3 separate regions of the Mus musculus genome follow, and all the other regions are linked to region 2. A link is a contact called in public HiChIP or PLAC-seq data. All regions are on one chromosome and are shown on one strand. Each heading gives the region's core, a stretch centred on a gene start, on an enhancer-like site or on the middle of the called end of the contact. The rest is flanking DNA. Distances are from core to core; before and after follow the strand shown.

Region 1 (4,952 bases), core at 581-3,080, 170 kb before region 2:
GCCAGTTCATCCTCACTAAGCATTTATGCTGGGCATGCTGGGCTTTACAGAAGCTGCTTAATTTTATTTTCAAATAGTTTTCTCCTTTCTCAGAGAGAACTTGGCAAGGGCTTGGTCCTGTTATGGTCAATTAGCCATGTATCTCTCTTGCCAACAAGAGTTGGCCTGTTGGGCTGGACTTGGGCACCAGATGCCACCTCCTGCTTGGCTGCCCTCTTGGTGACATCACCTATACCTGGAGTACCCAGTAGACAATGGGCTGGAAAGGAGTCTGACCAGCCAGGACCATGTCATTGGACACAGATCACTGCTGTTGAAGGAGTGGCTCAGCATTGAGGCTCCTCACAGCCTGCAGGCTTGACCCAAGAAGGCTCTTAACCATGTGACCTTTCTAACTACCACCGAGTCACATGCCTGGCTTCTCAGTGCTGCAAAGGTTAGCTAAGCCAGGGCTAGCGTTTCTATGATTTAAGTGTGATGAGGCAGGAGGAGAGAACCCAGCACCCAGAATGAGCCTCCAGCCTGAGGCAGAGCAGAACTCAATTTGTACACACAATCTGCCCATATGTGTGTCACCTTCATTCTGTTCAAACACAGCAGGCTAGGGAGGTTGCACTCTAGAATATAGTCATGAGGAGGCAAAGGAATGGGAGTGAATCTAGCTAAGTGGAGCTGCTGTATGGTTTTCCTTAGCCTTCCAAAGTGGTCTGGTCACATTGCATCTCCCCTGGGTGTTTTCCCATGGGGCTTTGTAGATCCACTTCCCACTGTCAAGATCAACCCTAGGATGCCATGAGCTCAGGGTCTCCTGACAAATAAATGCTCACGGTGTACTAGACTTGGGGCCAATGGAGCCAGGTTAGATTTGGCCTGTCTTCCAGGAGCTCTCAGATAACCAGTCTGTGGCCATAGTACCATGAGGATCCTGCTAGCTGAGCACAAAACTCCTGGGGAAGAAAGCACAGAACTTCCTGCCTAGAAGCTGTGTTTCGAATAGCTTAAAAACAGGTAGGCCGAGGGTGGTGGTCTTACCCAAAAGAAGCACCAAATCTGAAAAGCTGTGGACCACATGGCTACATGGTAGCAGGAGCTACCAGGTAGGAGGATGGAGCAGCTTGTGGCAGCAGAGAGGAGCTGCTCCTTAGCTTGCATTTGGTGATCGTGGGGAAAAGAGGATTTAAAATGGTTCTGTGGCTTTGACAGTGGGTACACGTTTAGGGCACAAAAGAGAGTTCAGTAATGAACATGCTGAACTCTGGACATCTAGGAGACATCATAGCATAGTTGAGAGGTCCAGAGTCCAGGACAAGGCATCTTTAATTAAGGACGAGAGTCTGGGTCCAATAGCCACAGAGTTACAATAGGAAAGAGAGCAGGTAAGCAGGGGGAGACTGAGTCTCCATTTCCACTTGAATGTGATGAGGGCCAGCCCATCTGACTATAGGAGGAAGGTGTGGACTTAGCAACCCTAGTACCTGTTGCTCCATAGGGAAAGACCCAGGAAACAAGGAAAAGTTAAAGAAATGGGTGAGTCTGCCAACTAATGAATCATCATTCATTCCCCTGAAGCCACTCAGCTTGAAAAGAATTTACTGGAAACCAACTTGTTGAAGGATCAGTTTCCCTGGTGAGGACTCCCTGGAATTTACCCAAAAGTTGTTTGGGTTAATTACTTTAACAATGATCATCATGTTTGCCCGCTGGTTCCCACAAGCCTTCAGATTCCCCCTGCGTGGTTTTCTACCTTACAATCAGTTTCATTTCACTGTCTTAGGCATATTCTCACTAGTCACCCAGCTATTGATCTTTCAGCCCATGTCAATCTTTTGAGTGTTTCTTTATTTAGAGAGTGATGGACTTCCTGAGCTCATGAAATTATGTGTGTGTGTGTGTGCCCATGTGCGTGCGCTTGCACGTGTGCACTAGTGGCTGGGTTTTCCTCAACTGCATTTTCTGTCAATTGTAATTTGAAAGACAGGGCTCTAAATTGGACAACTGCTCCCACTTTGGGATTTTTGTCATTGGGGAAATTGTCATAAATATGTGAAAATTAACACTGCAGGAAAAAAAAAACGTTGAGTTGGCTGCCTGCCAAACCTCTCAGGGAAACACAGAGCGGATACAGACGGGTGTTAGATGGCCCTCGCTGGACAAAGCTATCTTTTCTGCAAAGCAGAGGTTAAAGTTGGAAAAGCCTCGTGAATTGTCAGAACCTTTATATATGACAATGGAAGAGAAGTCCGCTCTAGAAATGGGAACCACATGCCAAATAACTGATTTTTTAAAAAAGTTACAGGGTAGAGAATCCCCAAATGAAATATTTCTACTAGATAAATACTAAGGCCTCGTCAGAGAAAAGAAAGACTCCTGAACAGAAATTTGCTAGGATCGTGTTATTGTGCATCTTGAAAACAGGCAGGGCAGAGAAGTTGGGATTTGCTAGCCTGCAGGATTTGGCTTCAGAAAAGTAATTTTTAGTGTCCCGGGTTGCTTTTGTTTTTAAAACACAGTCACTTCCAAACATGGCTTTAGGAAACTTTTCTGAGAATCACACCTTTTCTGAGAGGGACTGACTGCACACTGGGGAGGCTTAGGAAACAGAAGTGACCTAGAATCTAGATTTTGCAGGAAATCAGAGGAGGCCAGTTATGCAGATTATGTGGAGGCCTGTACAGCGCTGGAGGCTGCAGAGAGCACCTTTCGCTGGGAAGGGTGAGGTCATCTGAGGACAGAGGAAAAACGAAGAGGAAGTGCCCTCTGGAGCTGGGAAGGTGCTGGGGCTAAGGAGGAGTGCACTGGGGAGGGTGGGGGCGGGGGCTTGGAAAGGGATTCTCTCCAGCGCCATTTCTATAGCCTGAGCTGCACTAGCGTAAACAGGGGCCGTGGGCATACGGCGGTAAGACTGGGATTCCACGGCCAGGAAGCAAGCACTAACCACGGGAAGTGTTGGGAGGCAGAATGTCTAGAAGCAGGCGAAGGAGGGAGAGTGCCCTTGGCAACGGGGAGATAATGAGCGCTCCTCACAGTCCAGGAACTGGTCTGCTTAGAGATAAGCAAGGAGGCCAGGAAGAGAATCCCAAGGGCCCCAAGGCATGTGAGGTAGCACAATGCTGGGTTTCAGGTGTGGCTTTGGGGTTTGAACAGGGAGAAAAGCCTGCTCGGCACCATTCTGTCCCTGAGGCCATAACTGTCCCATCACATTCTTCTCACAAAGGAAGGTGAGGCTCGAAACCACTCTCCATCACCTAGTATCCCCATCCCTTGTCCTGTCCCTCCTCATCCCTGCCTGGCTGGCAATTAACACAGTACACCCCAGGAACCTACTCCGTTTCTGGGCAGATATGGTTATTCATCCAGGAAGGAGAACGAATTAACCTGTTTCCGTTTCCCCAGCGCCCGTCTATCTCCCTCCCATTCCTAGGAGGCCGCCCTCCTCCTTCCCACACCCGCTTCTACCCAGAGGCAGCAGGAAGCCTCTCTGCAGGGATACTAGCTGGGGATCTCCCGGCTGGAAGCACCTGCTTTGCTGCAGCCTGGGGCACTGTGACCCCTGGGGATGCAGCTCAGAAAGCCCCTATTAAAATGCTAATGCAGCACCTGGAAGGGTGAAGCCTCAAGGCAGCCTCCTATCTCGGTGCCTGAGCTTCCTCCTGTATGACTAGCCGGGGATAGAACACCCTGTGGGTATGGCGGATGTCTTGACATCAGGTACCAACCCAGCATTCTGCTAAACTCTATGTTTGAGTTCCATAGCAGTCAGGCTTAAGCTTGGGCGCCTCTCAGGACAGCAGGTCTTAAAGAGTCTGGCGTCTCCCTATCCCAGGCCCTCCCTAAACACAGTATTATTCGGGGCCCAGTGTCTCACTTTTCTCAAGACACCTCAGCACCCCCACAGCTGTCCATGTAAGATGTGGTCACCTTCAGTCTGTCACTTCAGAGAAGTGGGGATCTCCATGTTAGGCTTCAAACCCAGGACCCCTAACGCTAGCCCTGTTAATATACAGGCAATTCCACTTGGCCTACTCTCGGAGACCTAGCAACTGCTTATGTCAGCACCTGACCCTGCTGCAGATATAATAAGGTTCCTCCAGCCACCACATCTCTCTCTCCCCCTACCCCACCCGGAAAGAGGGTTGGAGAGATAGCTCAGCGGTTAGGAGCACATACTACTTCTCAAGTGCTCACATCACACAGCTGCCAACTGACTGTAACTCCAGCTTTAAGGGATCCAAAACCTCTGGCTCCTGTGGGTACCTGGATTCCTGTGTGCATACACACACATACACACACACACACACACACACACATACACACACATACACACACACATACACACACACACCCTGTATATACATAATTAAATGAAATAAATGCTTTTTAAAAGAGAAATATATGTATGTTTGATTAAACTTACAGTGAATATCAGACTTAATGGTAAAAAGCTTAATCTCTTCCTCCTATGATCACAAACAAGGCAAGGTCATTCAAAACCAGTGAGGCCACTCCTGCCTGTGACCCAAGCAGTATGGAGGGCTGAGAAAGGAAGAGGAATGCTGGGGCTTGCTGGCCATCAGCCTAGCCCAAACACAGCGAAGGACCCTGTCTCAGGCAATAAAACAGGGATGGGGAGGAGGCGTTTTGACATCCTCCGTTGGCCTCTGTATGCACCGGCACAGATGTGAACACACATGTCACACACACGCATATACATACACACACACACACACACAGAAAGAGAGAATAGATGTATCAAAAAGATTCATCATAACAATCTCTAATTTACAAAGTCAGACAGATTGAAATAGATATAACAACTTCTAAATTACACACATACACACATTCTTTTTGAAGAACTCAAAATGGATCGCAGATTGATGTAAGACTATAAAAGTATTATTTTAGAAATAACAAGAAAATATCCAGGGCTTGGGACTAGGCTAAACTTGAGACCA
Region 2 (4,875 bases), core at 1,225-3,724:
TTATTTTTTGTCTATTGTATGGTCAGGTAGAAACTTTTTTTTAAGCTGTAATTATTTGTTTAATACTTTCAGAAGTGAAAATTCAACCATAATATAATTCTGTATAGAAGACTTAGGGGGGGAAGTGTAATTTAAATTCTCCTTTCAAAGATCAAAACCGTGAGCTTGGAGACCTTTCAGAGCAGGAACCTGGATGAAATGCAGAAGTTCAGGTGCTTTTAACCAAAACCTGTTTCAGATACCAGGTGAACAGGTTGTTCTCTGAAGTTTGAAAAGAAACCAGACAGTGAAGTGGTTAATGAGGCCGGGAGGGAGCGCAGAGACTCCTCTGCGTGTATTTCCATCACAACATAAACAGCAGAATAAAAAAAAGAGAGAGAGAAACCTGCAAAAGGAACTCTCCAGTGGTCTCACATCACCGAACAAACTGTTTTTCTACCTATTTTGTGTTGCGGGCTTTTGTTATCAACCCAATCGGCAAATTGTGGCCAATTTTGTCATGGTGTAAGCAGACATTTTGTTCCCAAACTGTTTTCAACATTTTTGCTACCAATTACAGTCAATGAGAAAATGAAGAAGCCACAATGCAAACAGAAAGGGTACTTCATCTGCACCCAACGAACCCCTTTTAAGGTTAAAGATGCATAGATGAGAACACTGGTGTATATTTTTTAAAACAGAACTCTAGTAAATTCATATTCTGAAACAATCTAGTAAGCCTTTTGTGTGTGTGTGGTGGGGGGGGAATCATTAATGATTAATCTGCTGATTGGATTTTTGAAACCAGCAAGGAGACATTCTCCTGTCTAACCACGCTGAGACACTAAGACTGCCTCATTTAATGACATGCTGTATCATTATTAATTTACAAAAAATTACAGAAACAAGATAAAGCTTGAAAATGCAGATGAGACTCCCTGGGAGTCAAATGAATTAAACCGAGGTAAAAGAAAAATAATAATGAAAAAAAAATCACCAGTTAAGCTGTTATTTACTACTGAAAATAAGCGACGCCCACGGAGTTCAAGCAATATATTAATATTGAAACCAAACGGCAGCCTTACACCACAAATCATTTCATTAAAAACAAATAAAGAATGGCACCTAGATAAAATGAAAACGCAAGGCTTTATATGATAAGAAGTTAAATATTAAGATCAGGACCCGATGGAAAGAAAGCTGGCCTGGGTTTTCTTTCTGCCTCGTTGTTTTTGTTGTGGTTGTTGTTGCTGTTGTTCTGTGTATCACTACAAGACACCGACAGCAGAGGACCCTTTCCTAAAGATTCAGGAATGGCTTGGAAGGCGAGCAGAATGTGAGTCCAGGAAACCCTGCTTGTCGCCGTCCCTCAGGTCTGAAGGCACAGCAATGTGTACATTTTTAGCCCTTTAAAATACCAGCATGCCCACACACTGCCTCAGATTAAACCAAGGAGAAAATGACACATTCTGAAACTATTTTCTACAGCTACTTTCCTGATAACACTGAGGCGCTTACAATCGAATTAATGAGTTCTTCAAAGCCCAAACAATTGTCTACAGAGAGACACAACCGTTCACTGCAGCCTGCACATCACTCTCGGGTCTCCAGGCAATTCTGCAAGTATTAATCTTTGTTATTTGTGTTCAGAAAAATTCAGGGTTACACATCTATTTCAGACAAAGACGCTGCTCGTTGTTCTGGATAGTTAAATTGAGGAACACTTTGAAAAAAAAAAAACCCACAGAAACACCACAGTGCTTCCCTGACCTCAGACAATCTAGGAATTGGTGGATTCTTGTCCCTTGTGCCTAGGCACAACCTGTTCACATTTGAAATTTCTTTTAGTAGCAAAGAGAGGAAACACCCACAGAGTCCAAGGAGTCGTTGTTTCTTTAGAAAGTCAATTTCTGCACAAACAGCCACCCAGAAATAAACAGAGGAGGTCCCAAACCAAACAGCAAAAAACTCAGGAGGATGGCTGCACAAAGAGATTGTCAGAATGCTTAGCAGAAGGAATTTTTATTTGTGATCGAGCTAAAAGATTCCCAGTGACAGGTCGACACTGCTTCTGGTGATGTGGAACGGATGCGAACACCAGTGAGTTAATATCTTCCATTCATGAGTGATGTTTAGCAACCTGCCTGAAATTCAGAAACGCTTCTTGCTCTAGTTCTCTCAGCCCTTTCGAGACTGCGTCCCACCAAGCAAGCAGTCTGCCTCGTGGAAGACACCATCGATGAACAAAAGACAGAGGAACTTAACAATGCTGTAGTTTACAAGTGACAGGGAATTTCAAGACAAAAGAGGTCACTGGTGTTTGTCATTTTCGGGGAGTGTCTGGTGAGAATTTGACTTTAGAATACTCTCCCTGTCCTCACTTAGCAAAACTGGGCACTCAAACTCAGAAGAAGCCTGCCAGGAGCACCTACCGCCCTCTGTAAAACCACACCCAGCCCCACCGCCCCGTGTGAGACTTGGGAAATGATGATGGTTTTAGTCATCTGGAAAAAAAAGCACAGCATGACATGGGTTTGAAGGCTTTTCTTCAGAACCTCGGTCCTTGTCACCCTGCTTCACCACAACAGAAAAGCTCAAGTTCACACTCCACTCTGCTTGTGACCCGGGAATTTCTTAAGAGCAGGGTGGTTACACAGCCCCGAGCTCTTCCTGAATAAATGGTCAAGATTTTATCTTAAAAAAAAAAAATCCCATTTTTTGGGAAAGTATATATAAACGTAAAAGCTCCCCTGTATCAAAAATTAATGTTTTAGCACAATTATTTGACATGTAACCTAGCTGACTTCTTGTTATTTTTTCCACACACACAACTTGAACTTGTTAACACCAAAACTTTTTAAACTTTGTTTTGTTTTAAAGACATACATATGTATAAATAAAATGTGGTTTACCCTTACGTTTACCCTTTTGTTTGACGTCAAGTTATCATTTATAAAATGATGATAATAATTTTGCTAAAACAATGTGTGTTTAGAGGTTAGACTGGCTCAGATATAGAGTTGGGTATAGATATTATGTTCTTTCTTTCTTTCTTTCTCTCTTTTTTCTTTCTTTCTTTTTTTTATGAGATTTTTAAAAATAAAAGTCTATAAATAGCTGCAACTGAGAGACAGGAGCCAGACTAGACAAATGTCAGAAAAGCCCCCGAGTCAGGATGCTTATCCTAGAAGCTAGGGTCTCAAAGCACTGCACTGTTTGTTTGTTTTTCTACAGAGAAGAAAATAAAATTGATTTTCAGTGAAACATTAAATACATAACAAGCAGGAGTTTGAAATACATGTAAGATTAATTTATGAGGAAAGGCACATTATACTCCTGCAGCCTGCCCCTGACCCAGCTCGCTGGTGCCTCTCACCGTGCATCTGCATAGCAAACAGGTTGGCTCTGGTGGTAAACTCAAGAGTATGGCTAAGCTGAAGGGTGGATCTGTTACCCCAAGTCAAAGGCACTGTGAATGTCCCTGGACCCTGGAGAGTGGAGCATGCTTCTGAGAGTCACCTAGCCCTTTCATTGATGATAGCTGGAAAGCTGGGGCTTAATTAGCTGTAGGGTGCCAACCAATCTCTTTATCAAAGCCAGCTGAAAGCAAAACTGAGAGACACAGCTTGTGGTTTCACAAAAAATGTATTTACATGAAGAGTATTTTAAAGGGGGTTCGATGCCCAGGCACGATGCCATCTGTGATGTGTGGTGAATTTGACATTTAAAGATATCAGAGGTTGTCAGATGTACCTGCCTCCAGTCTATACTTAGCTGACATGCTACCGCCCCTGCCAGCAAGCCTTGTTTTGCTGAGTTCCAACTTAGAAAAAAGACTCAACCTTATTTATTTCACACCAATCCTCTCATAGTCTCTTACTTACTTCCTCGCCTAAGATCTGTTTGGAAGGAAGTGGAGCCGTGGGTGACCAGGGGAAGAAAAGCCGACTTTCATGTTGTTACAGGGATGCTGGCAGGGGGACCAAACCATAGATTCCAGAGTTGGTGGACAGAGTTATAAATGACAGTGGTGTTCCTCCATCGTGGCTCACCTCCTCACCCCAAATTGTCTAGGAAAGAGCCATCTTTCCTATCTGCCAAGGCATCTCTCCTTGACTTTTAAAAATGGCTCATGGTGTCTGGAGAAACCCCAGGTGACCCCAAACATTTAACATCACTTATAACTGCATCAACAGAAATTACACCATATGAAGAGCCATATAAGTCCCTGATAAACACTGGCTTTAGGGACTCTTCAATGGGGGAACTCAGATCTCAGAGGCCCTGGATCAGTGTGCAGCAACTAAGAATGAAGGCAGCCTGCTTTATCACAAGAAGTCAGAGTGACTCGCCGCTAACTCACCGCCAGTCGAGTGATGTTTGGGAAATGTGTGAGTCACTGTCCCCTCATTTTGAAGGGTCATTTCCCTGGTTAATTTGTTGGGAATGAAACTTGAGCCAGAATATACATCAGGATAAACCCCCAAAACCCCAAATAGAATTCCTACCCTGTAACCAACAACACCCTGCCTGTCAGAGCCTCATCCCTGGGATGTACAGATACTTCAGGCAGAAGGGACATGGTCCTTCAGGCTCCTCACAGCCCTTCTCTTTTCCTTTCAGCTGTGGAGGTTGAGGGATACTGACCCAGGACCTTAACACAAGCAAGGGTTTATGTGCAGTGGCTGCGTGGCTTTCAACCGATGTAAGAGAGAGTATTTTACAAAACTGTGCTAACTTGTTTCTAAAGATTTTTTATTTTTCAAAAAGTCTCTTCTCTGAACCCAGAGCTTTCCAGCCATTAGCTGTTTTTTGTAAAATCGTGGTATTATTTCAGTGTGTATAATATATACATATGCACATATATCATATACATATATGTGCATGTATGTATAT
Region 3 (4,455 bases), core at 388-2,887, 130 kb after region 2:
TGGCTCTGGCCACATGGAAAACCTCGCTGCGGTTTTGAACCATCTCCAAGTCTTTGCTGATATAACGAAAGGAAGAAATGTGTATGCATCGAGGTAATCCCACCCTACCTCCCCCAAAAGAAATCTCTCTCTGAAAATGACCAGGAAGCAACAGTGGAACCCTGGTGTTCTACTCTTTTGCCTCTTGGAACGGACACAGCCCCTTCAATGGTGACAGCCCCTTCAATGGTGCTGCTGACAAGCATGGGTGAGTGTGAGCCTCATGCCAGGAAGTATCTGGCACAGACACTCAGTTAATCCCACAAGTCCATATTTTATCATCCCCATCTCTAATGTTCAGATGAGGATAGTGAAGTACAAATATGGACTGTAATTAGAAACACAAGAGGCAGTGAAATGCATCAAGCACCTAGACCTATGTTTGCTCCTCGGTACCAACTGAAAAGATAAAATAATACTGTTTAAAAGCTGAGTGCAATGGCCTTGGAATCACAGCACTTCAGAGGCAGAGGCAGTATGGGTAGTACCCTGGGGTGCTCATTGTCCAGCCAACCTAGCCTGCTTTGTAGGCTCTAAGCCAATGAAGACCGCATCTTAGAAGTAACAAAAGAATGGGCTGGAGAGTTGGCTCAGTGGTTAAGAGCTGCTCTTCCAAAAGACCTGGAATTGGCTCCCAGCACCTACATGGAAGCTAAGAGCCATCTGTAACTCCAGTTCTAAGAGATATGACATCTTCTTCTGACCTCCAAGGACACTGCATACACATGGCACACAGACAGACAGACAGACAGATGACAGACAAAACACCCATAAAACCCACATTAAAAAAATGAAAACAGTAACAAAACAAGAAAAGGCTTGAAGAAGAATACCAAAAGCTGTCCTCTGGGCTCCATGTACACACACACACGTATGTCTGCACACACTAGAGTGTGCGCACACATAAAATCTTGGTACCCTGATAATTCCTACCTCAGTAGGTAGCAGAGCTGGGCTTTGTCTCCCTTCATCTCTGCACTATTCCAGCTCCTGATGTCACAGTCAAAATCACCCCATAAGCTACCCAGGTTCATATCTGCAAGACCAGTTGTCTCCTGGTCGAATAGTCTTAGGGAATTCGTGTCTGATGTAAATAATCTATGTACAGAGATGCAAAATGTGTATTCCACTGGGGGAAAAATTGAATTCAGTTTGATTACCTCACAGGTTAACATTTTCAGGAAAGTAACCACAAATACAAAATTTCATCAAGTAGAAATAATGTTCTTTTTAAGAGGTTCATATATATTCTGGAAAGTTCAATTCAACCACAGCCTAAATCCTGCTGTTTATTCTACAATAATGGTCAGGCCCAGAAAAAGGTTTCCCCTTGACAAAAGCCTTTGAAGAGGAGGCTTGCCAGTGAAAGAAAACATCTGTAGTGGGGTTGCTAACCACTGCTCCACACGGTACCCAGAGGAGGGAATCCCCCAAGCCATGATGCTACTCCTACTACCAAGTGGTTCATCAGAGATCTGGGGGCAACGGTCCCATGAGCTGGACCAGTTATCTTGGTATCAAGAGGTTCCCAGACCACCTTTGGGTGCTAAAGTCATATTTGCATTCAATCCACAAACACCACCCTGTGTACTTTAAATCACACAGATGACTCATACCACATAATACAATGCGGAAGCCGTGCAAGTGGCTGTTGGACCATATTGTTTAAAGAATGATGAGAAAATAAATCTGTAACTGTTTAGTACAAATGCATTTCTTTCACAAGTTGAATCCATGTGTGCAGAACCCTTGAATATAGAAGGCCAACTGTGCTATCAAGAGCTCTCCTCTCCTTACTATCTAGTGCATCCTAGAGGTAGACTAGTGGGCATGAATATTTCATGCTTTTAAGGGCTGGGATGGCTCTGGAAACACAGATGTAAAGTCCCCCAAAGCCATGGACTTGAACTGATTCCCAATGGAAAGAGCTACACTGAGGTTATAGTTTCTCTCCTTCAAAGGATAGACTCCATATCACTGTGGAGGTTTGTAAACAGCAGCCATCGAGGGCAATGAAGAGAGACGCATGCAATTTGGAGCAAGGTAGTGGTCATTTGCATCATGATTAGCAAGTACCTTACTTTCTTGTATACAATCTATTATTGCTACCTTTCTCAAATCCCCCTTCTCTGGGTACAGTGACAGAGCCAGCTCACTCAAAGTTCACAACCACAAATGGAATCCTTGTTTCTGTGCTCAGACTAAAATGTCTGAGTTTCACAGGATAATGGATGAGGAGAAAAATAAAGACAGATACCATAGTTGTTCAGTGTGCAGATCAGGGGACACTGTACCTAAGAGATCAGACATAGTTTTCTCAGGAATAGCATCCCAGGGGAGGGCACCCAGGTGAACGTCAGGTACAGCCTGATAAGTATCCCTCGTGTGGAAGAAAGCCACAGGTTCCTGTATAACAAATCAGGGTAAAGGACATAAATCCTATTGGGATTCACAGTCACAATTCGCAGTCACAATTCGAAATCACAGTTCCCTCCTTTGCTCAGCACTCTCCTGTGGGTGACCCAGTCACGACCAATCAAGTTCTTGAGGCAACTGTGAAAGTGTGGCATCAGGTGCTGACTATCTAGTGGGCGGCTGTCCAGCCTCAGACAGTTTGGATCTACAGGCCTTGCCTTGAGAGACCTCCTGGGCCTAATTCCACTGGGTAGGGAGCTTTCTTGAGCCTAACTTTCAGGCTAGTTAGGATTCCTGGTTTCTTCCAATTCATTGTTTTTGGTGGTGGTGGTAGTGGTGGTGGTTATAATGTTTTGTTCTGGACAGTACTGGGGATTGAACCTAGAACCTCATACACGCTGGGCAAGTATTCTGCCCCTGAGCTATAGTCTTAGTATTCTTTTGACTTTATATTTTAAGATAAGGCCTCACTAAGATCTCCAATCTAATACAGGTCTTCAACTTGCAATTCTACTGCCTCAACATCCCAAGTAGTTCTTGCCCCACTAGGGGCTACTGTTAGATTTACTTAAATTAGCATAGTGATCCTTTCTCTTTAGCTGACACAGGACATTAGTCTCATAGGTGGCACCAGATGCTGGTACCAGGGGAAAGGTGTTCTAGGGATATTTCTACCTATGGATGACCAGTGCCCCACCCCCCATGGTCGCAGCTCCCTCATGCCCTGCCTCATTCAGTTCACAAAGCATGTTTTCAAACACAGAATCATTTCCAAGCCAGCCTCCACTCCGTTTCTTCTTTGTGGATGTTGCCTATACAACTTTCAGCCTTTCACATATTGTGTGGAGTGTCTCTCTGAAATATGATTCTCCTTTTATTTCCTTTGCCTCAACTTCTGGCATGTACAAGTTTCTCTTTCTCTCTTTTTAAACAAGCTAAGAAAGTCAATCTGAGGGAATGTTTTTGAGATTTTTCTTTACCCAAACCTGATTGATGTATGCTACAAAAACACCAAGATTCTTCAAGCAAGCTCTGCACCGGGGAGAGAAAATCCAACAATACAGCTGCCAACACCCTTCAAAGATTGTTTTTCAAGTCCCTCGCTCCCAACAGTCCTCAGTGGGTTAAACCAGGTTGCAGACTTCACTACAGACCAGATTTCTTTCCAACACTTTATGGACCTTGCTCCTCCTCTGGCCGGCACTGACTGACAGCATCATGATGATTCCTCTCTCAAGCATCTGGCTCTGCAACTTGATTATTTCCATTTTTATTTTTTTTAACCTACTGACAACTGCCACGCATGTGCAGCTGGGACCTCCCAGTCTCCCTTCCATGGGCTCCGTGGGCTCTGCGGGCTCCATGGGCTTGACTCCTCCATGGCCAGGACACCCACAGCAGGCACTCAGGCTTCTGCATGATGTAGAATAATTCTGACCCAACCCTCCAATGGCAATCAAATCTGTCCTCAGCCAGGGCCCTGTTTATTGTTGCTAGAGAGGAATGCGGGAGAGGGACGGAAGAGAGACTTTGTCTTAGGGAAATATTGCATAGGATAGCATGCTGCTCTGAGAGGCAAAAAGATGGAGAGATGACCCTTGCTTCTGCAGTTGTCCTTGCATTAAAGCCACCTTTGTGCTATGGTGGCACTATACTATCTATTAACAGAACGAGGAAGGGACTAGGTAAATGGACTAGTGAATAAATGCAAGTATAAGGACCGGCATTCAGAGATCCAGGCTGCCCGTGTCAGCCAGCCTATAATTCCAACACTCAGGAGGTTGATACAGGGGCTCTTCCAGAGCAAGCTCGCTAGCTACTCAAGCCCATAGCATCAGTATCTGGGTTCAACTGAGAGACCTGGCCTCAAAGAACAAAGCAGAGCTGCCAAGGAAAACATCTAAAGCCAACATTGTACATGCATATACACCATTATCCACATGAGCCCACACACATTAGGAACATACACACTACACACACCTGCACATTAAAAAGTAAAAT

Evidence for each region. HiChIP or PLAC-seq counts read pairs in DNA pulled down with a chosen protein or histone mark.
Region 1: a contact with region 2 is called in a FOXA1 HiChIP or PLAC-seq map of pancreatic cancer cells. The contact joins two enhancer-like sites. A contact is called at or near these places in 1 of 39 promoter capture datasets (the C10 cell line), 7 of 484 Hi-C or Micro-C datasets (3T3-L1-derived adipocytes, the Patski cell line, embryonic stem cells and 3 more), 12 of 115 datasets of contacts at active chromatin or transcription factors (the 230-238 cell line, CD8 T cells, a colorectal cancer cell line and 6 more) and 2 of 9 other capture datasets (bone marrow-derived macrophages and embryonic stem cells).
Region 3: a FOXA1 HiChIP or PLAC-seq map of pancreatic cancer cells shows a contact between it and region 2. The contact joins two enhancer-like sites. A contact is called at or near these places in 1 of 484 Hi-C or Micro-C datasets (nephron progenitors) and 3 of 115 datasets of contacts at active chromatin or transcription factors (CD8 T cells, memory CD8 T cells and pancreatic cancer cells).

Annotation. Positions count from the first base shown.
Region 1 is chr2:128,208,496-128,213,447 of GRCm38.p6, forward strand. No RefSeq gene overlaps it. Among named protein-coding and RNA genes, the nearest start is that of Gm14009, 41 kb to the left of the region's middle. Within about 2 kb of position 1,831, at least 76 of the 459 cell types and tissues checked have an H3K27ac peak or open chromatin away from gene starts, as enhancers often do. A contact at or near this core is called in pancreatic cancer cells, where this site is marked.
Region 2 is chr2:128,378,332-128,383,206 of GRCm38.p6, forward strand. All of the region lies in intron 1 of Morrbid (myeloid RNA regulator of BCL2L11 induced cell death), which reads right to left. Among named protein-coding and RNA genes, the nearest start is that of Gm14010, 42 kb to the right of the region's middle. Within about 2 kb of position 2,475, at least 58 of the 459 cell types and tissues checked have an H3K27ac peak or open chromatin away from gene starts, as enhancers often do. A contact at or near this core is called in pancreatic cancer cells, where this site is marked.
Region 3 is chr2:128,507,849-128,512,303 of GRCm38.p6, forward strand. The region is part of intron 1 of Gm39928 (a long non-coding RNA gene); the gene reads right to left. Among named protein-coding and RNA genes, the nearest start is that of Gm39927, 12 kb to the right of the region's middle. Within about 2 kb of position 1,638, at least 8 of the 459 cell types and tissues checked have an H3K27ac peak or open chromatin away from gene starts, as enhancers often do. A contact at or near this core is called in pancreatic cancer cells, where this site is marked.